Regions from separate parts of the Sus scrofa genome. Here all the other regions are linked to region 3. The links are chromatin contacts, called in public HiChIP or PLAC-seq maps. All regions are on one chromosome and are shown on one strand. Each heading gives the region's core, a stretch centred on a gene start, on an enhancer-like site or on the middle of the called end of the contact. The rest is flanking DNA. Distances are from core to core; before and after follow the strand shown. Region 1 overlaps CFAP54 (cilia- and flagella-associated protein 54). Region 2 overlaps LOC110260790 (a long non-coding RNA gene). Region 3 overlaps CDK17 (cyclin-dependent kinase 17).

Evidence for each region. HiChIP or PLAC-seq counts read pairs in DNA pulled down with a chosen protein or histone mark.
Region 1: a contact with region 3 is called in an H3K27ac HiChIP or PLAC-seq map of alveolar macrophages. The contact joins two enhancer-like sites. A contact is called at or near these places in 3 of 47 Hi-C or Micro-C datasets (embryonic fibroblasts and retroperitoneal adipose tissue) and 2 of 2 datasets of contacts at active chromatin or transcription factors (alveolar macrophages and skeletal muscle).
Region 2: an H3K27ac HiChIP or PLAC-seq map of alveolar macrophages shows a contact between it and region 3. The contact joins two enhancer-like sites. A contact is called at or near these places in 7 of 47 Hi-C or Micro-C datasets (alveolar macrophages, embryonic fibroblasts, epiblast stem cells and 4 more) and 1 of 2 datasets of contacts at active chromatin or transcription factors (alveolar macrophages).

The regions. Positions count from the first base shown.
Region 1 is chr5:87,091,223-87,093,922 of Sscrofa11.1, forward strand. CFAP54 (cilia- and flagella-associated protein 54) reads right to left here. Exons shown (of 68, transcript XM_021092730.1): 2 at 1,662-1,767. Among named protein-coding and RNA genes, the nearest start is that of CFAP54, 10 kb to the right of the region's middle. Within about 2 kb of position 1,284, at least 32 of the 83 cell types and tissues checked have an H3K27ac peak or open chromatin away from gene starts, as enhancers often do. A contact at or near this core is called in alveolar macrophages, where this site is marked.
Region 2 is chr5:87,465,023-87,467,722 of Sscrofa11.1, forward strand. The region is part of intron 2 of LOC110260790 (a long non-coding RNA gene); the gene reads right to left. Among named protein-coding and RNA genes, the nearest start is that of TRNAD-GUC, 20 kb to the right of the region's middle. Within about 2 kb of position 1,434, at least 15 of the 83 cell types and tissues checked have an H3K27ac peak or open chromatin away from gene starts, as enhancers often do. A contact at or near this core is called in alveolar macrophages, where this site is marked.
Region 3 is chr5:87,237,809-87,240,508 of Sscrofa11.1, forward strand. The region is part of intron 1 of CDK17 (cyclin-dependent kinase 17); the gene reads left to right. Among named protein-coding and RNA genes, the nearest start is that of CDK17, 59 kb to the left of the region's middle. Within about 2 kb of position 1,328, at least 7 of the 83 cell types and tissues checked have an H3K27ac peak or open chromatin away from gene starts, as enhancers often do. A contact at or near this core is called in alveolar macrophages, where this site is marked.

The DNA of each region.
Region 1 (2,700 bases), core at 34-2,533, 150 kb before region 3:
TCCAAACTCTGTATTTTCAAGTTTCTAAGAACCATGGTCCAATTACACGGAACTAAGGTAATTCTCCAATTTTTGCAGCAGAAAATAGATGGTACTGCTTCATTAACAAAGTTCCTCCACCTCTTAGCCTCTATGTGGTAAATTTCCCTCCCAGACCCAAAGTATTCAGGTCCATAAAACAGAAATGCAGGAGAAAAAGGAAGCTGGGAAACTAGATTGGGAAAAGACTTGAAACCATGCCCTACAGACTTAACGGAACCTGTTAACAAAGAGATCTGCATGAGTTTGATTTACAGAACAACAGATAAGAGAAGTCTTGTTAAAAAATAACCTTCGGCTTGTAAACTACCTTCACTACTTAAGCTCACTTGGGTTTTTGGTTTTTTGTTTTTCCTCTCTTTACTTGCATACCTTCCCAGCTTCACGCAGCCTCGCTGTTCTGCAGGAACTCGCAGTCGGCTCTGGCCCAGGGCGAAACAGCTGGGGCTGGTCGAGACCACCCCCCCTAAAACTGGGCCGCGCAGGTGTCCGGGCGGGGCCGCCTGACGTCAGAGGCTGGGAAGCTCCGCCTTCCCATCAGGCTAAGTGCCTCCACTCTCAACACAGAGGAAGGCCGAACCGAGATGCACCTGCGCGGGACGCCGACAACCTCACCTTTTCCCTGCCTTAAATCACTGGCGCCCAGGCCTGGACCCATTCTGCCTGTCTCATAAACATCTCAGCCCTCTCAGTTCCGGGAGGCGGATCCGAGATTGGTTCCTCCCTCGACTGCCGTCTGAAGAAACTCTTTCTCTGCAGCAAATCTGGGCCGCTTGCTTGCTTGGGTTTGGCTTTGCTTGTGCGTCAGGAAAACAGGCCTGGCGGGGTAACAGACTGAATACTGCCCACGTCTGGCCTAAAATCACTCTGTTCAACATGGCTCTTAGTCCAAGGATCCTCCATGTGCCAAACACTCATTTAACTTGGAATAATTTGGGCCTGTGCCAGAGCTTTCTGGAAAAACTAACATTTTCATTAACTGAAAACCCAGCCATGGTGCAGTCTTATCAAACCAAGTCCGTGAGCCCACAGCGATCCGAGAGCTGGCTGTGGAGATGCAACTGCAAATAGGGCACGGACCCAGTGCGAATACAACCCTGAGCAAGAAACAGAGCATGTAGGGAATGCCTGCTGTAATCACACAGAGGAAAGTGTTAAGAAGGAGCTGAAAGTCATTAAGACGAGGCACTGAGCACCAACCCACCCAGGGGCAAGGCCAGGAGCTATGAGAGCCGTCTGCTGGGCAGGGCCAGCCATGTGAAAAACAACAGGAAGTGGTGTCTGGGCTCCTTTGTATAAGGTAGGAACACGATGACTCAGCATTTCCTGTTGGGCGCCCACCACACCCTCTGTTCACTGGGGGCCCCTGTTCCCGCCCATCCGCAGCCAACTGCCTTTCTGTTTGGGAATATATCACCCTTGGAGAATCCCAACTACAAAATTTTAAAACTAACACTTTGTGGATTACTGTGCCTCAGCAAAATTTGTATACCCTTCTATTTTTCTAAGGGGAAAAAAAATCAAATCGTGTCAAATAGGAATGGTATCAAACCAAAACTAATAATACTAATAATTAGTCAAATGAGTTTCATGTGGGCTCCTGTTACTCTGGAGGCACTTACTTTCATTTCACAAAGGCTATCTCCAACTTTCAGAAGCTTCTCGTTGTAATAGGCAGCTGGCAGCCGGGGGGCGTATTTGGTCCAGATATTAAACAGAGAGGTGGCACTGTAAAAAATCATGACATCAAATGATATCGTCAAAGGCAGCAGGAAACCTACACTGACCAGCAAACAATTCTTAAAAACTTCTCTGTGCTAAGTCTTTTCAATGTGCCTTATGTTTAATGTCTAATTATTCATAAATGTAATTATGGTCAAGAGTATTGCTTCCTTTGTACCAAGCACTGATAGAAGCTCTTTCTATGCATTTCTAATGATTTTACTTTTCTAATTTTATTATTTTTTGTTGAGGTATAGTGGATTTATAATATATGTTTCAGATATACAACAGTGACTCAATTTTTAAAGGTTATATTCCATTTATAGTTATTATTAAATATTGACTACATTCCCTCTGCCACACAATATATCCTTGTAGCTTATTTATTTTATATATAGTAGTTTGTACCTCTTAATCACCTTTTCCTGTCTTGCTCCTCTCCACTTCCCTCTCCTCACTGATAATCACTAATTTGTTCTCTATCTCTGAGCCTGTTTCTTTTTTGTTGTATTTGCTAGTTTGCTGTATTTTTTAGATTCTGTTTTTAAGTGAGACCATATGGTATTTATCTTTTTCTCTCTCACTTCTTTCACTTAGCATAATACTCTCTAGGCCCATCCATGTTGTTGCAAATGGCAAAATTTTTATTCTTTTTTATAGCTGCGTAATATTCCATTGTGTGTGTACCATACATTCTTTTATTTTTACATTATTTAAAATTAAATTATAGTTGATGTACGATGTTGCACCAATTTCTGCTGTCTTGGCGCAAAGTGACCCAGTCTTACATATATATATATATATACATTCCTTTTCTTATCTTCCATCACATGTATTCTTTTTATTTTATTTTTAATGGCTGCACCTGTGGCATATGGCATTCCCAGCCAGGGACAGAGCCACAACTGTGACCTATGCTGCAGCTGCAGCAACGCCCAC
Region 2 (2,700 bases), core at 184-2,683, 230 kb after region 3:
TGGATCCAGCCCAAATTCATAGGCTGTTATTTAAAGACAGGAAGAGACCTGTCAATGAGGAACCCTGAGGAGTCTCTGCCACCTTCTCTGCAGTTTAGTTCTCGCTTCTACAAAAGGAGAGCGTGGTTTTGATGATTAAATGTAACCCCAGAGAGCGAGTAGCACTGTGTTAGTGCAGAGCAGGTGTCCAGTAAATGTGAGTTTATATCATGACACTGTGTGCCTCCCAGCTTCCGCTCCATGCTGGGTCATAAAGTAGGTGCCAAGGGAAGTGTGACCACGAATGATCCGGGGACATTGGAGGCTCACTCCACTGGGTGCTGGCCTCCTGGATGAGGAAGGACTGGCTGGGCTAACGATACAGGGATAGGGCACACTGCCTGGCCCTCACACCGAGCCTGGCTCCCCTGAGGCTCTGGACAAAGGCGTGGCATAATGAATTGCATCATCTCCTTATGAACACGGAGCAGGTTCAGCCTGGAGAGGAGAGAAAGGAAGGAGAGACGCCAAAGGCAGAAAATGATGGGAGGAGGAAAGGAGGACAATGGAGGGAAATGAGAGGGGCCAGCACTTGGTGTGAATTAGAAAAAGACTCCCCTTCCTCAAGACACGCTACCGCCTCCTGTCTCAACGTGGCGGGACCATATGAACGTAGGCTGAGTATGATGTGAATGGTACCCTCTAGAGTTGTTCAGCTTACAACCTGCCCTAGAAAAGCCATATAAAGGTTGAGGGACTGGTTGGGGGCCAGAGGTGGGGGAGTGTGGGGTGGAGGGGATGGCAGGAAATAAGAAAGAAAAGCCACACTGATAAGAAGTATGAGAATAGAGATTAGAAATAAATGTGATATCATCAACTAAATTGTGTTCCCCCCCAAATTCATATGTTGATGGCCTAACCCCAGTGTGACTGTAGATGGAGCTTAGGGCCCTTAGGGAGGTAATTCAGGTTAAATCGGGTTATAAGAGTGGGGCCCAAATCTAACATGACTGGTGACTTTATAAGAAGAGGAAGTGACACCAAAGTCTCTCTTCCCACGCAGGCACAGAGAAGGGGCCGATGCAGTGAGAAGGCGGCTGGGCATAAGCCAAGAGAGGCCCCACCAGAAACCCGCCCTGGAGACACCTTGATCTTGAACTTCCAGCCTCTAGAGCTGTGAGAAAATAGATGTCTGTCACTTCAGCCACCCAGTCTTTTGTTATGACAGCCTGAGCAGAGGAATCCAGTGGGGAAAAGCGAAAAGGTTCATCACAGTAGAAAGAAAGCAGAGATGAGAGAAAAAGGCGGGCCTGGAGGCAGAAGAAGTTCAGTTCTTTTCTCCACGCTGTGCACCTGAGACCTCGGGAGGGCGTTTCAAAGAAAGCACAGTCCCTGGGGGGGGGGGTGGGGGTGGTTCAGGCCTTATAAGTGAGGCGCTACCGCCACCTGGTGGCAACACACTTAATGCAGCCGCGCATGCATTCAGCAAACATCTCTTGAGCGGCTGCCCTGTGCAGGGAAGGGTGACCAGCAAAGGGAATATTATCAAACCCTGATTAATACCTACTATGTGCCAAGCTCTGTCTCACTGCTTTACATAAAACAGTGAGTTATGCTTTACGCCACAACCCTCTGGGTATTATTATCTCTGTATTAAAGAGGAGAAAACTGAAATACTGAGAAATTCAATAACGTGCCCAAGAGCCCACAGCTAATAAGTGAGAGACGGGCATCCTTGAACCGGGCACTCTGGCTCCAGAACTCTTTATAGACATGTTCTCTGCCCTTACAGTTTCTTATTAATAAGAGATAACCAGTTTGAAGGAATTGTGTAAAATACTAATATTTAAAATGTGGGCATATTGTTTTATTCTTTATCGATTCTTTTTTTTTTTTTTTTTTTTTTGGTCTTTTGTCTTTTTAGGGCCGCACCTGTGGCATATTGCCAGGCTAGGGGTCTAACTGGAGCTGTAGCTGCCAGCGTCCACCAGAGCCTCAGCAATGGGACATCTGAGCGCATCTGCAACCTACACCACAGCTCACGGCAACACGGGATCCTTAACCCACTGAGCGAGGCCAGGGATCGAACCCACAACCTCATGGTTCCTAGTCGGATTCATTTCTGCTGCACCAGAGGGGAACTCCCGATTCTATTTTTGATTCACCATCAAGGATCTTCCTCTTCACTAAAAGAAGCCACATTCAACTGACTCACTGGCTTAGGACACTGGCCCAGACTAGAAGGGTTTTAACACATAGAAAGTCCACATTCCATAGGAGCTATCTTAGCAAAAGGGAGAGGGATAGACGGGAGATAAGCAGAAGGCAGAGCAGGAGAAGGGAGAGAGAGAGAAGCGAGAGGGCAGACACCAGTCACTGCTTAAAATTTAATTGTAACGAATTATATTAGATTGAATCACAAATTCAGTTCCTCAGTTGCACTCGTCCCGTCTCAATGGCTCCATCCCCACATGTCGCTGACGCTGCCATAACAGACTACATAAATATAGGACATTTCCCCCACCGCAGAAAGTTCCATGGGGCCGTTCTGCGGGAGACCCCTCATGCTGAAGAGTCGAGTCCTCCCCATGGCTGATCTGGGCGTGGGTCACAAGAGACCTTCTTACAGCGGGGACTCTGCACACCAGTGACAAAGCTGGTGAGCAGAAGGGCAGTAATCCCAAAGAAAAACAGACAGCGCCTCTCCTTCTGTCACCTGTC
Region 3 (2,700 bases), core at 78-2,577:
GGGTTCCCGGGATATCCTCATGGCTTGATAATTTGCTAAAAGGGTACACAAATTGGAGAAAAACTGTTAAACTCATGATTATGTTTTATTATAGTGAAAAAAATACAGATTTAAATCAGCAAAGAGGAAAGGGTGTATAGAGTGGAGTCCAAGAGAAACCAGGTGTAAGTTTTCAGTTATCCTCTCCTAGTAGAAATGCCCAACAGTGCTTCCTTTTTCTAGTTGTCTTGTATGACAACATGGCAGAGTGGTACCAACCAGGGAAGCTTGCCTGAATCTTAGGGTCCAGAGTTTTTATGGGGTCAATTGCATAGGGATGGAAGTACCTACATGACTGTCTTTAGTTACTCTGTCTTTAACTTCCTTTATTCCTTCTCTCCTTAGAGATCAAACTGATATAGTATGGCCCACAACCCCTGGCATAAAGACAGGAATTTACCATAATTCACCTTGTTAAATTATCTGTTGTGGCCCAAGATTTCAGGTATACAAAGAAACTTATCAGGCAGGATATTGCAAGGGGTCAGAGGTTATCGCCTAGGAGCCCTCTCAGGTGATTCCTTTCTTTGGAATGTGTAGAGTTTGCACCCCCCAAGCTTGCAGAGCTTTCCTGTACTGTACAGGGTGATTCTGGAGCCTCACCAAGGAGGATGTCTCTAGGATAAATTCTTACAAAAACAAAAGGGTAAGTGAGATTGGCAAAAGCTCAGTTCACCTTAAGTATCTAATATGTTTTAAAGAAATGGCACAGGTTACTGACAATGTAGAGCTATATAAAGAGTGACTCTGAGAAGTGAAAAATCTAGCATTTAGGACAGCTTTGTAGTTACAGGTTTCTTAGTTGGAATGAACTTTTTTGTTTGTTTGTTTTTTAGGGCCACAGGTGCAGCATATGTAAGTTCCCAGGCTAGGGGTCGAATCAGAGCTGCAGCTGCCAGCCTACACCACAGCCACAGCCATTCCGGATCCAGGCCCTGTCTGCAGCTATACTACAGCTCATAGCAACACCAGATTCTTAACCCACTGAGCAAGGCCAGGGATCAAACCTGCATCCTCATGGATACTAGTCAGATTCATTGCCGCTGAGCCACAATGGGAACTCCAGGAATCAACTCTTATAGTTTACTGACTGCCTCCTGTAAATTCACCTTGCTTGCTAAAATGTATGTTATCTTTTCTAATCCACATCTGAACCTCCATTTCTGCCTATGATGGGACGAATTTGTATCAGACTAGGGGAAATATAGTTTGAAAGCATTGTAGAGCTGCTCAGTCAAGACTTGAGGATTAAAGATCCAGGAGAAAGAGAGATAGACATATTCTGTGCTGTGTTTCCTCTTGAAGTTATTTTCCAACTCTTAAGCTCTTTTGCGTAAGTGTATAAAAGTTGACTGGTATATGAGAGATGAGCAAAAAGGAACTAAGAAAGTTGAGTGGAGTTTTCAGTACTTTTTGTTGTTCTAGTCCTAGGTTTGCAGTTGGAATCATTTGAAAGGCCATGCCATAGGAGCAGGACCAAACCAGAAGTAGCCAATCTTTACAGTATCTGAAACTCAGTCTCAAGCTGGCTCTGTTCCTGTTTGGCCCGACATGATCTGCTTTTACTGTGACTGCTAAAGAAAAAATAAATCCTCTTTGGAAGAAAAAAACATCATCCAGAGTCTATATACTTTTTCATACATATTTTCATGCAGTCAGTAAAAAAATTACTATGCATGCAATAGGACCAACATGGAAAAATGAACAGAGAAACAGGCTATTCAGGTTATTCATAGGTTACGTAATTCTGGAGTTACAGACAGGAGCTTTAAAAACTGTCACTAACCTAATCATGAAAATAGATGGCGAGGTGGAAATTTTCACTGGAGAACTTGCATCTATATAGAAAGGGATCAAATAGAAATTCTAGGGCTAAAAAATATGTTTAACTGAAATTAAGAACCCAGTAAATGGGTTTGACTACAGTTTAGACACAGCTGAAAAGAGGATTAGTTGAAACTATGTTTAGTAGAAAGATTAGTTGAAACTATTCAGCAGCATTCATTAATCTTTAAGTAAGTATCTAAAACAGAGTTGGTAAAATATTATCACTTATGAATTTGTACTTGATATCCTCCCCCCAGCCTTTGAACAGACAAAAATTATTCATAGTAAATACCTTATGTAGAAGTCAGCGTACTCAGCTACTTAGAATAGAGCTCTAGAATGAGAAAATAATCAAAATACAGTTTCAAACTAGATACCCAGAGCTGGATGGTAAAACATCTAACATAGGGGAGTTAGAAGAGCCTTACCCTTATTTGGACTAATGGTTATAATATGTTTGATAACCTGGTAAACTAGCTCACCACAATGAAGATAGTGAATTAGAAAGGAAGTTATGGGTAAATTGTCACGGAATTGGTTTGGCAGCTAATACTTGGATAATATGTAAGATTCCACCATTAATTATACCATTGGTGTGTGTACTAGAAAAAAGAAAACTGTCCATTATAATTGACATTCCATTAATTTTGGTAACATCCTAAATAACTTCAGAGATGTTAAAATTTTGGGAGGAAATGTCAGTGTCATCTTGTTTTTTTAAATTTCAGTTTTATCGTTGTTTGCCTTTGGTCAGGAAACTTCTTTGAACCTGTTTGCTTATTTGTGAAAGTGGGATAGCATAGGCTGCTCTTTAGGATTAGGAAGAGTAAGAAA